Regions from separate parts of the Hordeum vulgare genome. Here all the other regions are linked to region 2. A link is a contact called in public Hi-C data. All regions are on one chromosome and are shown on one strand. The core of a region is the stretch at or near the end of the contact, and the rest is flanking DNA. Distances in the headings are between cores, read along the strand shown. Region 1 holds the start of LOC123427773 (probable calcium-binding protein CML18). Region 2 holds the start of LOC123427740 (probable ubiquitin-conjugating enzyme E2 25). Region 3 holds the start of LOC123427783 (40S ribosomal protein S7).

Region 1 (3,686 bases), core at 554-3,053, 670 kb after region 2:
GTGAACATGAGGTGTTCAACCCTTGGAATATTTATGTTGATATCTGTAACCTGTTTTTATGGTTACCATTACCTAGTGATGCATGACCATCTAAACACTTGGCCATGTTTTTTGCATTAATGAAAACCTGCTTTCCGCAAAGGCTGCATTATACTTCATATCGCACTCAATTACATAATCTGCATCATGGGTTGCTTGCGAGTACATTCAAAGTAGTCATTGGCTTGCCACTGTTTATTTCATTGACCAAGTAAGAGAGAACAAGAGATGGTGAAGAGTACCATGGTGACGTTCCTGCGAGCTAGGACGCTTTCCAGTCAGAATGCCTGTAGGTTAAGGCTGATGGCATGGGTTCATGCTTTCGACCAATATTTCCGATATTGGTCAAGTTTGTTGTATTGGCCTCCAAGGCCCTATCTATGTAAGACTTGACCGCAGGGTCAATATTTGTACGAGACGGTATGTATGGATGTAAGACTCTTGTTATTCAATTTATGTGTGTTCCATGAGCATTGATCTTTGGGATCACTGAGCACGTTCATTCGACGATCTCGACTCATAAGTCGGGGTCCCCACACAACCATAGCCCCATGATTGAGGGGTAAATCCCTCCTTTTCTCTTTGTTGCCCATGGCAGCATCCTTCTCCCTTTTTCTCTTCTTTATCCAGCAACCTCTTATAAGTTCAGGTTGTTCGCGAACCCTTATATCCATGTCAAATATAGGAAGGATATAAGGACTCGCGGACGCGTCCGGTCAGTCCGTCATGTAGGACGTGATCCCACATCGAACCATTTTTCCTTCTTTATTTATATTTTTATTTCTTTCTTTTTATCTTCACCAATCACATATAAGTGATCAGACATACTAAAAAGAAAATGGAAAATATGATTGTGTGGACGGACAAATAGGGTTCGAAATGAACATGTCCCGTACTGACCGAGCGCGTCCATGACTGTTGGGTGAAATTAAAGGTAGGTTGTAGATAATTATTTATAGAAAAATTATATTTGATAGCTGAACGTGTAGGAAAATTAATTAGGTCAACTCCAACAAGGCGACCCAAACGGACGCGCGCTTTGTCCGCTTTTTATCTGTTTGGGTCGTTCGCCGGCCTGTCCGTGTTCGTTTTATAAAATGGATCGGCACATGCACCCAACGAAAAGCAAGTGGGCAGCAGCATTGTAGTATTATAATAATAGGAGAGAGGTTGGTGGAAGTGGGCTAGCGAATTAAATAAGCACATAGAGTTGGGTGGGTGGCTGTATGACAAGTAGGCCAGGCCGGCCACATGCAGACAAAGAGAGGGCACGTGCGTCCGCTTCGTGTCCGCGTCGACGAATTTCAGTCCTAAATTAGCCAGAAATTGGTCGGCGCATTGAGTCATTACTTTTGTCCGCGCAGATCCAAACAAACGGCGATCGTACGAAATGGAACGGGTTGTTCTTATGGTGACCATATCCATACTTGCCTATCTGTCCTGAGCAGAGTGGAACCACCCTCGGCGTTTCCTGTTCCACAGCAGTGAGGAGATCCCTACGCGGTTGCGAGGCCGCGTGATGCCATCAATCAATCTCCCTCTCTCATTGGCAACGCCCACCAATAAACGCAACCTTCCAAACACGGTACGGCCGGCGGATTCGTACTCCTATTTCCCCTCACAGTCTTCCACAACTCGGCCACGCATTTCTTCCCTTCCCGGCCCTCACTTACTCCCCCCGATGCTGTGGTCCCACCGCAGCAAGCTTCCTGGCCCCGCAAGCAAACGCCTCCGCTGCACGGGCTTGTGATTTTTTGCTTCCTTTCTCGAGACGACCCTTTCACGAGGGCTTCGCCGTCGTACCTACGCGCCGCACCGCGTTTCCGGCACCTGTCGTTGTTGGACCCAATTTACATGTGTGCCCGATGCGCGTAGACCCCACGCTTCTGTGAAATTACGTGATATTTCTGCCAAGAATCTACGTACGCGTAGTCCTGCCGCACGTTGCGTGGATAAAAAGGCAGAACCGGAGGCGAAGAATTGCGCATAGCAGCCAACCCGGCCAAGGAAAGAATTGAAGCGAGCCAGAGAGAGAGAGAGAGAGAGAGAGAAATCATATCACATGGCGAACGGCGTGGGCTCGGCGAAACCGGAGATCTGCGCCGGGTTGGGCATGCCGATGGCGGAGCTGGAGCAGGTGTTCCGGCGGTACGACGCCAACGGCGACGGCAAGATCTCGGCGGACGAGATGGCGTCCGTGCTGTGCGCGCTGGGCGCGCCCCCGGGGCCAGGGGAGGTGCAGAGCATGATGGAGGAAATGGACGCCGACAGGGACGGCTTCGTCGACCTCCACGAGTTCGCCGCCTTCCACTGTGGCCCCTGCAAGGCCGGCGCCGGCGCGGACGCCAAGGAGCAGGAGGACGCCACGGAGGCGGAGCTCAAGGAGGCCTTCCGGATGTACGACGCCGACCGCAACGGGCTCATCTCCGCGCGGGAGCTTCACCGCGTGCTCCGCCAGCTCGGGGACAAGTGCTCTGTTTCTGACTGCTCGCGGATGATCCGATCCGTCGACGCCGACGGAGACGGCAGCGTCAACTTTGAGGAATTCAAGAAGATGATGGGCGGCGGAGGTAGGTGCTAGGTCGGTATGGCCGGGCCATGAGCAAACTATGCTGCATGCGTCCTTGAGGGTTTAGTTCCTTCATGATGCTTACTTTAATTTTAATTAATCTCAAATTCGAAGGCTAAATGCGAGCACTAATGATGATGCGGGTGAAGTGATTAATAATTATGTAAAGCTAATCTGCTACTCCTTCGTCGTCACAGTTTAGAAGACACAGTTAAATTTACGTGCATTTCCATAATAAAAATAAGGTTTATGACACATTGCATTTACTTCTATCAGCTAATTAGTACTTCGTTGTATTACTTTTATAGTACTTCGTTGTATTACTTCTATATGTATGCGTAGTGTGAATGCTATTTTTTAGCCCATCTCACAACCAATCAATAACCACCTAGATTCAAAATAATTTTCATGCACGTCTTTTAAACCGTCACGGAGGGAATAATAGAACTACTAATGATGTTCGCTGTATAAAGAAGTTTGTCCTTAGATTGTTTGAAATGGATTATAACTCGTTTTGAACTCTATGTTTCTCTAGAAAAATCTTTAGGAATGAACATTTTATTTTTCGTCTACAATCATGCAGAAACAATAACTATATTGTGATTCTTGTGAAAATCACGTTCGAAAGTTCTCGAGTATGATATTGAATCAATGTACCATCTGTTTTATTCAAATTACGAGCTTCCGACATCTCCAACGTGGATCATCAAAATCCATGCAAATGTGTGGGTCGAAATATCGACACACTTTTAGACCTCCAACACAGATCAACAAATTGGGTCGGGCTGGCCTAGACATCTGAAATCATACGCCTCAGCCACAACCCGAGGAAAGCTTCGTGAGATTCCACACATCCGCCAAGTCAGAGTACACCTTGAACCCACCTCAAATCCTCTCTCAGGCGTCTGCACTAGAATCCTCCATGCCATACTTTCACTCCGCACTAATCGGCTACCTCCATTCACGAACGTGTGCATGGTAGTGGGGAGAGGGGGCTTGGTAGGTGGGTGGGGGTAGGTGGCATCTATCGAAAAGCTTACTCTAGTTGCCCGTGTTGAAGCTTCGTCGGTTTGTCCGC
Region 2 (3,892 bases), core at 284-2,783:
GAGAGGCACAAAGTTCAAACATGCGAAAATTTATTCAGTAATAATTAACACATAAATCTAAAAAGTGCTACGGAAACCATGATACTCCAAAACCTTCTCATTTCCACAATGGTACTAGAATATCCCAAGGGGAATTGCCCTCACGTTCAACATGAGACGTTGTGGCCTGCCACAAGTGTCTTGCGTTGCTAGATCACTGGCCCCCAAAAAAATCATACCTCTATAGCTCACACACCTGCATGCTCTGCTAAAAGTTCATGTGTACAACTGCTCAAACTCCTACCAGCTTACCACTAGAGCATCAAAATTCACGCATAACGAATTTAAGAGACACCTATCATGGCGATACAGTCATAAGATTATACTCCCTCCGTTCCAAAATATAAGACCTTTTAGAGATTTCACTAGAAGACTACATACGGGGCAAAATGAGTGAATCTATATTCTAAAATATGTCTATGTACATCCTTATGTAGTTCATAGTGCAATGTCTAAAAGGTCTTATATTTAGGAACGGAGGGAGTATAAAATATGAGTGAGATGCTCGAGGTAGCTAGATTAGCCACACAGACACTTCCATGGTCAAACAAATGTTTCAAGCTTATTAGCAATACATGGACATTCTAGAGACACGCCATCGATTGAATATGCTAGAATGTATACCTTGCAGTTTTCATTACCATGTATATTTATGTACTCATCCGTGTGTAAACAAGATTTACAAGATCAAAACTTCGGCAAACAACATATACAAGCACAGACCGCAATTCTACGAACACAACGAAACTACAAAGAAACACCAGATATTATTTCTAGTCTCTACAGGCCCACAGACCCACAAAAAAAACGGTAAATAAAAAACATTTTACTGTAAACCCATAGAATGTTAATTCAAGTGCCCAGGAAACCCCAATCCTACCACAATCAATCTCCAGAAACCTAAATACAAAATTGTCCGGCAAACCCTACTACCCTTATATGCTATTAAGATATTTTCCACTTCAAAATCAAAAGCACGCCCCAAATCCACAAACCTAAACCACAAGAAAAAACTGAATTATTATTTAATTATTAAAAAATACAATCACACCCAAGTAGGTCAAAACCCTCGTGTCACGCTCCGCAACAAGGCAACGGCCGCAACATCGGATTGCACGGAAACCGCTCGGGTAGCGAACCAGAAGAAGGGAGGTTACGGACGGAATTTGCGGAGACGCCGAGGTCGCGCTACGACTAGTACCTGGCAGCGCTGGCGTTTCTGCTGCTGCACGGCGTCCCAGGCGGCGGCGTCGGCGGCACGGCAAGACGACGCGCCCCCTTGCATGTGCGGGTACCTGGGATGGATCATGGAGCCGATCAAAAAACTGCTTGGAAACACAATCGACGGCTGATTCTTCGAAGGGGGGGGGGGGGGGGGGGCGCACTCGGAGGCGTCCATGGCGAGGTCCAATGGGTGTCACGGCAAGTGGCGGGGGAGGGGCCGAGTGGGGGGTGCGCGGACGAGGGCGAGGGCGTTGTGCGCGTAGCGGTGCGCAGGGGCGGACGCAGAGTAACATTAGTCGTGTGCCGCCACCGACCGTCGATGACGCGAGCTCCTTGCGGGACCAGCCGGCAGTGAGATCACACGCCGGTGGCCCACGCGTGAAGGGGGCCTTTTCCTTTTTATTTTTGTTTCCGTGCGGCGACGACTACTACCGGGCCTGGGAGGCGGGCTACGGCCACCGAGAAAGCGACCCACGCGCGGGGAAGCCAAGGCCGGAGTCCGGGTTCGGGCCCGAGGTCAGTGAGAGAGTGGTATGAGGATAGGCCTACCGAGGGGAGCTGCTCGTGCTTTCAGGTTGCCCCTCTGTGCGAAGGGCCATCTAGAAGGTTCTTGAACCGGGTTTTTTCCTTTTTTTTTCTGGGCCGGCCCAGTCGGGCGACCCCCTATGCATCCGCTCGGCCGTTGGCCGTAACGAGCGGCGCATAGGAGGTCCCCTCTTTCAGCGCCGGTACGGGATAGTGGCGCTTTAAGCGCCTCGAACTTGGGCCGGCCCAACGCGGGTGCTCGCTCGCTCCACTGCTCGATCGCTCTGTAACCTCCCTGATTCATTTGTTACTTTTTCAGTCACGGTTGAACCATCAACCTTTAACCAGTCAACTGTTGGATTAAAAAAAAATCATGAATTCAAAAATATTCATGAATTTCCAAAAGACGTTTACAAACTTCAAAACACTGACAAATTTAGTCAAAAAACATCAAATTTAAAAAACTTCACAAAATTTATAAAAAATATCGAATTTGAAGAAAAAAGTTCATCAAATTTGAAGAAAAAAGTTAATCAAATTTGAATAAAAAAAAGTTCAACAGATTTTAAAAAAGTTCATCAATTTTTAAAAAAATGAAAATGTAAAAGTTCATCGAATTTGAGCAAAAACAGTTCATTGATTTTGAAAAAAATTCACGAATTTTAAAATATGTTCCCCGATTTTCAAATAAGTTAACTGATTTCAAAAAACGTTCATAGATTTAGAAAAAGTTCACAAATTTTAAAATAATGGAAAAAGTTTTGAAAAGTTAATGGATTTTTAAAAAGTTCATCGGATCTAAAAATAGTTCATCAAATTTGAAAAAAGATTATCAAATTTGAAAAAGTTCATCGAACCTGACAAATATTCAGTGGAATAAAAAAACTGATTTTTAAAAAAAATTATCAAAATTGAAAATAGTTCATCAAGTTTGAAAAAAGGTTCATTGAATTTGAAAAATGTTCATGTATTTTCGACAAAACAATCAATGAATTTGAAAAAAGTTCATCTGATTTGAGAAAAGGTTCACCAAATTTGTATAATAACTCATCAAATTTGAATAAAGTCAAACAATTTTGAAAAAATTCATCAACATTGACAAAAATAATGGATTAAAAAAGTTCTTCGGATCTGAAAATAGTTCACCGAATTTGAAAAAAAGTTCATCGAATTTGGAAAAAGTTCATCGAACTTGAAAAATGTTCAACGAAACTAAAAAAATGATTTTCAAAATTTCATGCAATTTGAAAATAGTTCATCAAGTTTGGAAAAAAATCTTCAAAATTTACGAAAACAAATCATCGAATTTGAAAAAACGTACATCAAATTTGAAAAAAAAAATCATCAATTTTAAAGAAAAAATCATGAATTTGAAACAAAATCATCATACGAGAAAGAAGAAGGAAAAAAAGGAAAGAGAAAAAAACAGAAACGACAAAAAAGGAAAAAGGAAGAAAGGAAAAAAACAAAGGAAGGAATCTTTATCTTTACCTAATAATAAAGAGGCTATTGTTTCTGTCGGAAAACCCGCCGTGATGATTTTACAAAAAAGCCCTTGCTATTTATGACATTCAACCCGCAGTCCCTTTAACTGGATCTGACAAAATGTTTCCCCCCACTCCCCGGCGAAGCGGAGCGACCCACCCACCCATCCCACGGCGATGTCGACGGCGGCGTACACGGTGCTCCGTGGGTGCCGGTCCTTCATGTCCTCGGCGGCGGCGGCTGACGCAAGAAGCCTGCAGCGGCGGCGGCGAAGGGAGGCGGAACGGACGCCGTGAAACCCAAGGCGGTCAAGAAGAAGGGCCCGGTCGATCCGAACAACCTCCGCGGGATCATGCGGCCGGTGCCGGTGTCCGATACCCTGAGCAAATTCGGCGACGCCCCCAACATCTCCTGCTCCGGCGTCCTCGAGATCGTGTGGGACTACGTCAAGGCCAACTCCCTCCAAGTAGTGCCCGTCGACGGAGTCCTAGCTGTCCGTTGATCCTATTTGTGCGGTCTCGCCTGTATTGCGGCGTGTTAATCCTTGGAATGTTGGATTGGGGTGGGGATTTCAAAGAAGTGAACCCCGTTTTGGTTGATTTGGTTGTAGATTCGTTTG
Region 3 (3,544 bases), core at 91-2,590, 720 kb after region 2:
TGTACGAGGGCGAACAACAGCAGAACCTTTTTTGGGTGGCCTCACAATCCGCCTTGTTGCAACAATAACAACGTCCTGCATTGAGTCATAGTCAACTACACAATTCAGCAAGCATGGAAGAAAAAGGAACTTGGCTAACTTCTGCTTCAGCTTAATTGGGGGGTTTGGGCATGTTTCATAGGTGAAAGATACAACTACTAGGAAATTTCTCCATCGGCATATTTTTGGCAATTACAGGAAGTGACATGAATACAATAATTGTCTAAACAAAATTAGGGGGTATTGGCATGTTTAATAGGCAAAAGACATGACTACTAAGAAATTTCTCCATCGGCGTATTTTTAGACTAACAAACAAATTCTTCATTAGACAAATAACATTGAATGGAAGATGCCAAACATTGTAAATGACACCTGACAAAGAAGGCAATAAGAAATAACGGCCACAGCATTCGAGTAAATACATCTCTTCCAAACCGAAAACACATGCCCATTCGTACAGCGTCCTAGTTGTAGACGAGGTAGCATACTGGTGAACATTGCACACACACAGGTATCGTATTGTATTTGTAGTAGCAGAGTGCAGTGCAAAACAGAACAGGATTCAGGCGGAGCGTAGACACATGCTCTCTGGTAAGGCAGTAAATTGTTATGGCTATAGGGGATTACCATCTTGTCTACGCAATCTACAACACATAAGCAATCCTTCTGACTAGCAAACTTACTCCAACTGACTCCTATGTGAAATAATGATTACTAGATCAGACTGTTCTTCAAAGGAAAGGATTCTAACAAGGTGAATGGCATTCCACAAACCTTGCCGCTGAACTTCTTCTCGAGCTCCCTGACGAGCCTGACGTGGATCTTCCTGAAGGACTTGCGGAGCCTGTACGGGACGTGGATGACCACGGCCTTCCTGTTCCCTGCAACATCCATCTGGCTGCAACAAGAGGCCGCACAAACCAGAAACCATCATCGCCTTCACTGCCAATTGGACTGCTCAACTGAAACGAAAATCAAGGTTAAGGCTGGCTGATGGCTTACAAGGCGGCGTTGATGTAGAGGTCTTTGACGTCGCTCTTGAGCTCCTGGTTGCCATTCTCCAGGTCGAAGAAAGCCTACAAAGACGAAACGGCGGTGGTGAAACACGGAGCCCAGAGACCACACGCAAGGGCAGTGACGTCAGACGAGAGGGCTTCCTAGCTACCTGCGCGACGGAGTCCTCGAACTCGGAGGGCTCGAGGCCCTTGTCCTTCTGGATCTTCTTCCTCGCCGTGTACATGGTGCTTTCGCCCTTTCTTCGCCTGAGGTCGAGGTGTGGCGGCCACGGAGGTAGGGTTTAGAGGCGGCCGCGAGTAGTGGGATATGTTTTTATAGGTCTAAGGGGATCCCAAAATGTTTGTGGGCTGGGCCATGCTGGGCACAAAAGGCCTGTTGCATTGGCCAATATCGATCTTTATCAAGATTTGTTTTTTCGGACTCGTGTTTGTGGAAATTCATCCATAAACATAAGTCAAAGTCCGACGAACACACACTGTTCCATTAGCAGATTATCAAAAAGGTTTTAACAGATTCAATATAAAGATTCATAACAGCGGATCAAAGAAGCACGTACATGTGCTACCTGCTTCTTCTTCCTTTTTTATGAGAATCATTGCCACTTTATGCCACTTTATTCAACGTTTAAAGTCTTGTCTCATACAATCTCCAAGCTAACACACTCAGGAGACACATGGATCCAAGTTTTACATAAGAATTTCAAGCAACCTTCCCTAACTAAGACATGTGCAACTTTGTTTGCACAACGTCGCACCCAAACAACCCTACAATCTACGAAAGAACTGATCAAGCCTTTTACTTCATCAAGCAATTGACCATTAGTCCCTACAAGCTACCTCCCTCCCCTCCCACGATAGAGTCGCTGGCCACCTCGACCACGACGGCCACCACACCCCGGCGATGCCCGCCCGGGTAGGGACGCCACCTCTCCACACCTCATGGGGCGCTCCCGCCCCGCATGCTTCGAATCTGCGCGGTCCACCTCAGTAGACAACAAGGAGTGGGGGCAACCGGCCTCGGTCCGTGATCTCGCCAGGTCCAGCGGTCCATCAGATCTGTTGAACTCTCAGCCTCACCCTGGCTCGTCAACGGCAACCCCAAGCTCCCGCTGCGAATCCTGCTCCGGGGGGAGTGCTCCAAGACCGCGGCCGCCTTCTCCACCCCGGATACTGCTAGGGATCCCTCTTTCGGGCAGTAAAGGCTAAAACCCATTGTGGTTCGCTCTTCCCCGTGCCTGAGCCCCTTCCCTTCAGGCCATTGCAATGAATGGACGAAAGTCGAATACCGCAAGAAACGTCGTGCCACCAAACGCCCTCAGCTCGGTCCGGAGAACGCTCCGCGGCTGCGCTTTTGTGACAGCCCGAGACCGACGCTCCAGAAGATTCCCTTTTATTCCGTTGTCGCCGTGTGATTCATTGGGTAGTTGCATTTGTTGGAAATATTCCCTAGAGGCAATGATAAATAGTTATTATTATATTTCCTGGTAAAAGATAATCGTGTATTATCCATGCTATAATTGTATTGAATGAAAAATAGATACATGTGTGGATACATAGACAAAACAATGTCCCTAGCAAGCCTCTAGTTGGCTAGCCAGTTGATCAATGATAGTCAAGGTTTTCTGACTATATGCAAGTGTTGTCACTTGATAACTAGATCACATCATTAGGAGAATCATGTGATGGACTAGACCCAAACTATGAACGTAGCATATTGATCGTGTCGTTTTATTGCTATTGTTTTCTGCGTGTCAAGTATTTATTCCTATGACCATGAGATCATATAACTCACTCGCACTGGAGGAATACCTTGTGTGCATCAAACGTCGCAACGTAACTGCTGACTATAAAGGTGCTCTACAGGTATCTCCGAAGTTGTCCATTGAGTTAGTATGGATCAAGACTGGGATTTGTCACTCCGTGTGACGAAGAGGTATCTCGGGGCCCACTCGGTAATACAACATCACACAGAAGCCTTGCAAGCAATGTGTAATGCCCAAGATGCGATCCTATCCTTATTTTGGCACGAGGGCCTCGACAGGGATAGAAGCACATCTCGTCGTTTCGCAAGAATGGATATCGTTACAAGTACATGTACTGAAAAGATGAGATATATGGAATTGGCTTACACTCGCCACAAGCTACATCACAGTCACATCAGTAAAATACATAAATATCACGAAGAAGAGTGGGGTCCGACTACGGACGAAAATAAACGAGAAAAGAAACTGACGTCCATCCTTGTTATCCCAGGCTGCCAGCCAGGAACCCATCCTAGATCGATGAAGAAGAAGAAGAAACTCCAAATGAACAATCAACGCGCTCGCGTCAAGTAACATTTACCTGTACCTGCAACTGGTGTTGTAGTAATTTGTGAGCCATACGGGACTCAGCAATCTCATTTCCAAAGGTATCAAGACTAGCAAAGCTTAATGGGTGAGGTATGGTTAAGTGGTGAGGCTACAGCAAGCGACTAAGCAATATATG

The links. Hi-C and Micro-C count contacts between places; a contact is called where the count stands out from the background.
Region 1: a contact with region 2 is called in a Hi-C map of leaf, with 5 times the contacts expected there. The contact joins the promoter of LOC123427773 here to the promoter of LOC123427740 in region 2. A contact is called at or near these places in 2 of 6 Hi-C or Micro-C datasets (both in leaf).
Region 3: a contact with region 2 is called in a Hi-C map of leaf, with 5 times the contacts expected there. The contact joins the promoter of LOC123427783 here to the promoter of LOC123427740 in region 2. A contact is called at or near these places in 2 of 6 Hi-C or Micro-C datasets (leaf and seedling).

The regions. Positions count from the first base shown.
Region 1 is chr1H:158,525,162-158,528,847 of MorexV3_pseudomolecules_assembly, forward strand. It overlaps LOC123427773 (probable calcium-binding protein CML18), which reads left to right and starts at 1,804. Exons shown (of 1, transcript XM_045111892.1): 1 at 1,804-2,863. The coding sequence starts at 2,102. The coding sequence ends at 2,620.
Region 2 is chr1H:157,859,215-157,863,106 of MorexV3_pseudomolecules_assembly, forward strand. It overlaps LOC123427740 (probable ubiquitin-conjugating enzyme E2 25), which reads right to left and starts at 1,534. Exons shown (of 7, transcript XM_045111869.1): 1 at 1,425-1,534; 2 at 1,241-1,334. The coding sequence starts at 1,438. It also overlaps the pseudogene LOC123427757.
Region 3 is chr1H:158,575,401-158,578,944 of MorexV3_pseudomolecules_assembly, forward strand. It overlaps LOC123427783 (40S ribosomal protein S7), which reads right to left and starts at 1,341. Exons shown (of 5, transcript XM_045111903.1): 1 at 1,207-1,341; 2 at 1,044-1,117; 3 at 816-939; 4 at 1-75. The coding sequence starts at 1,281.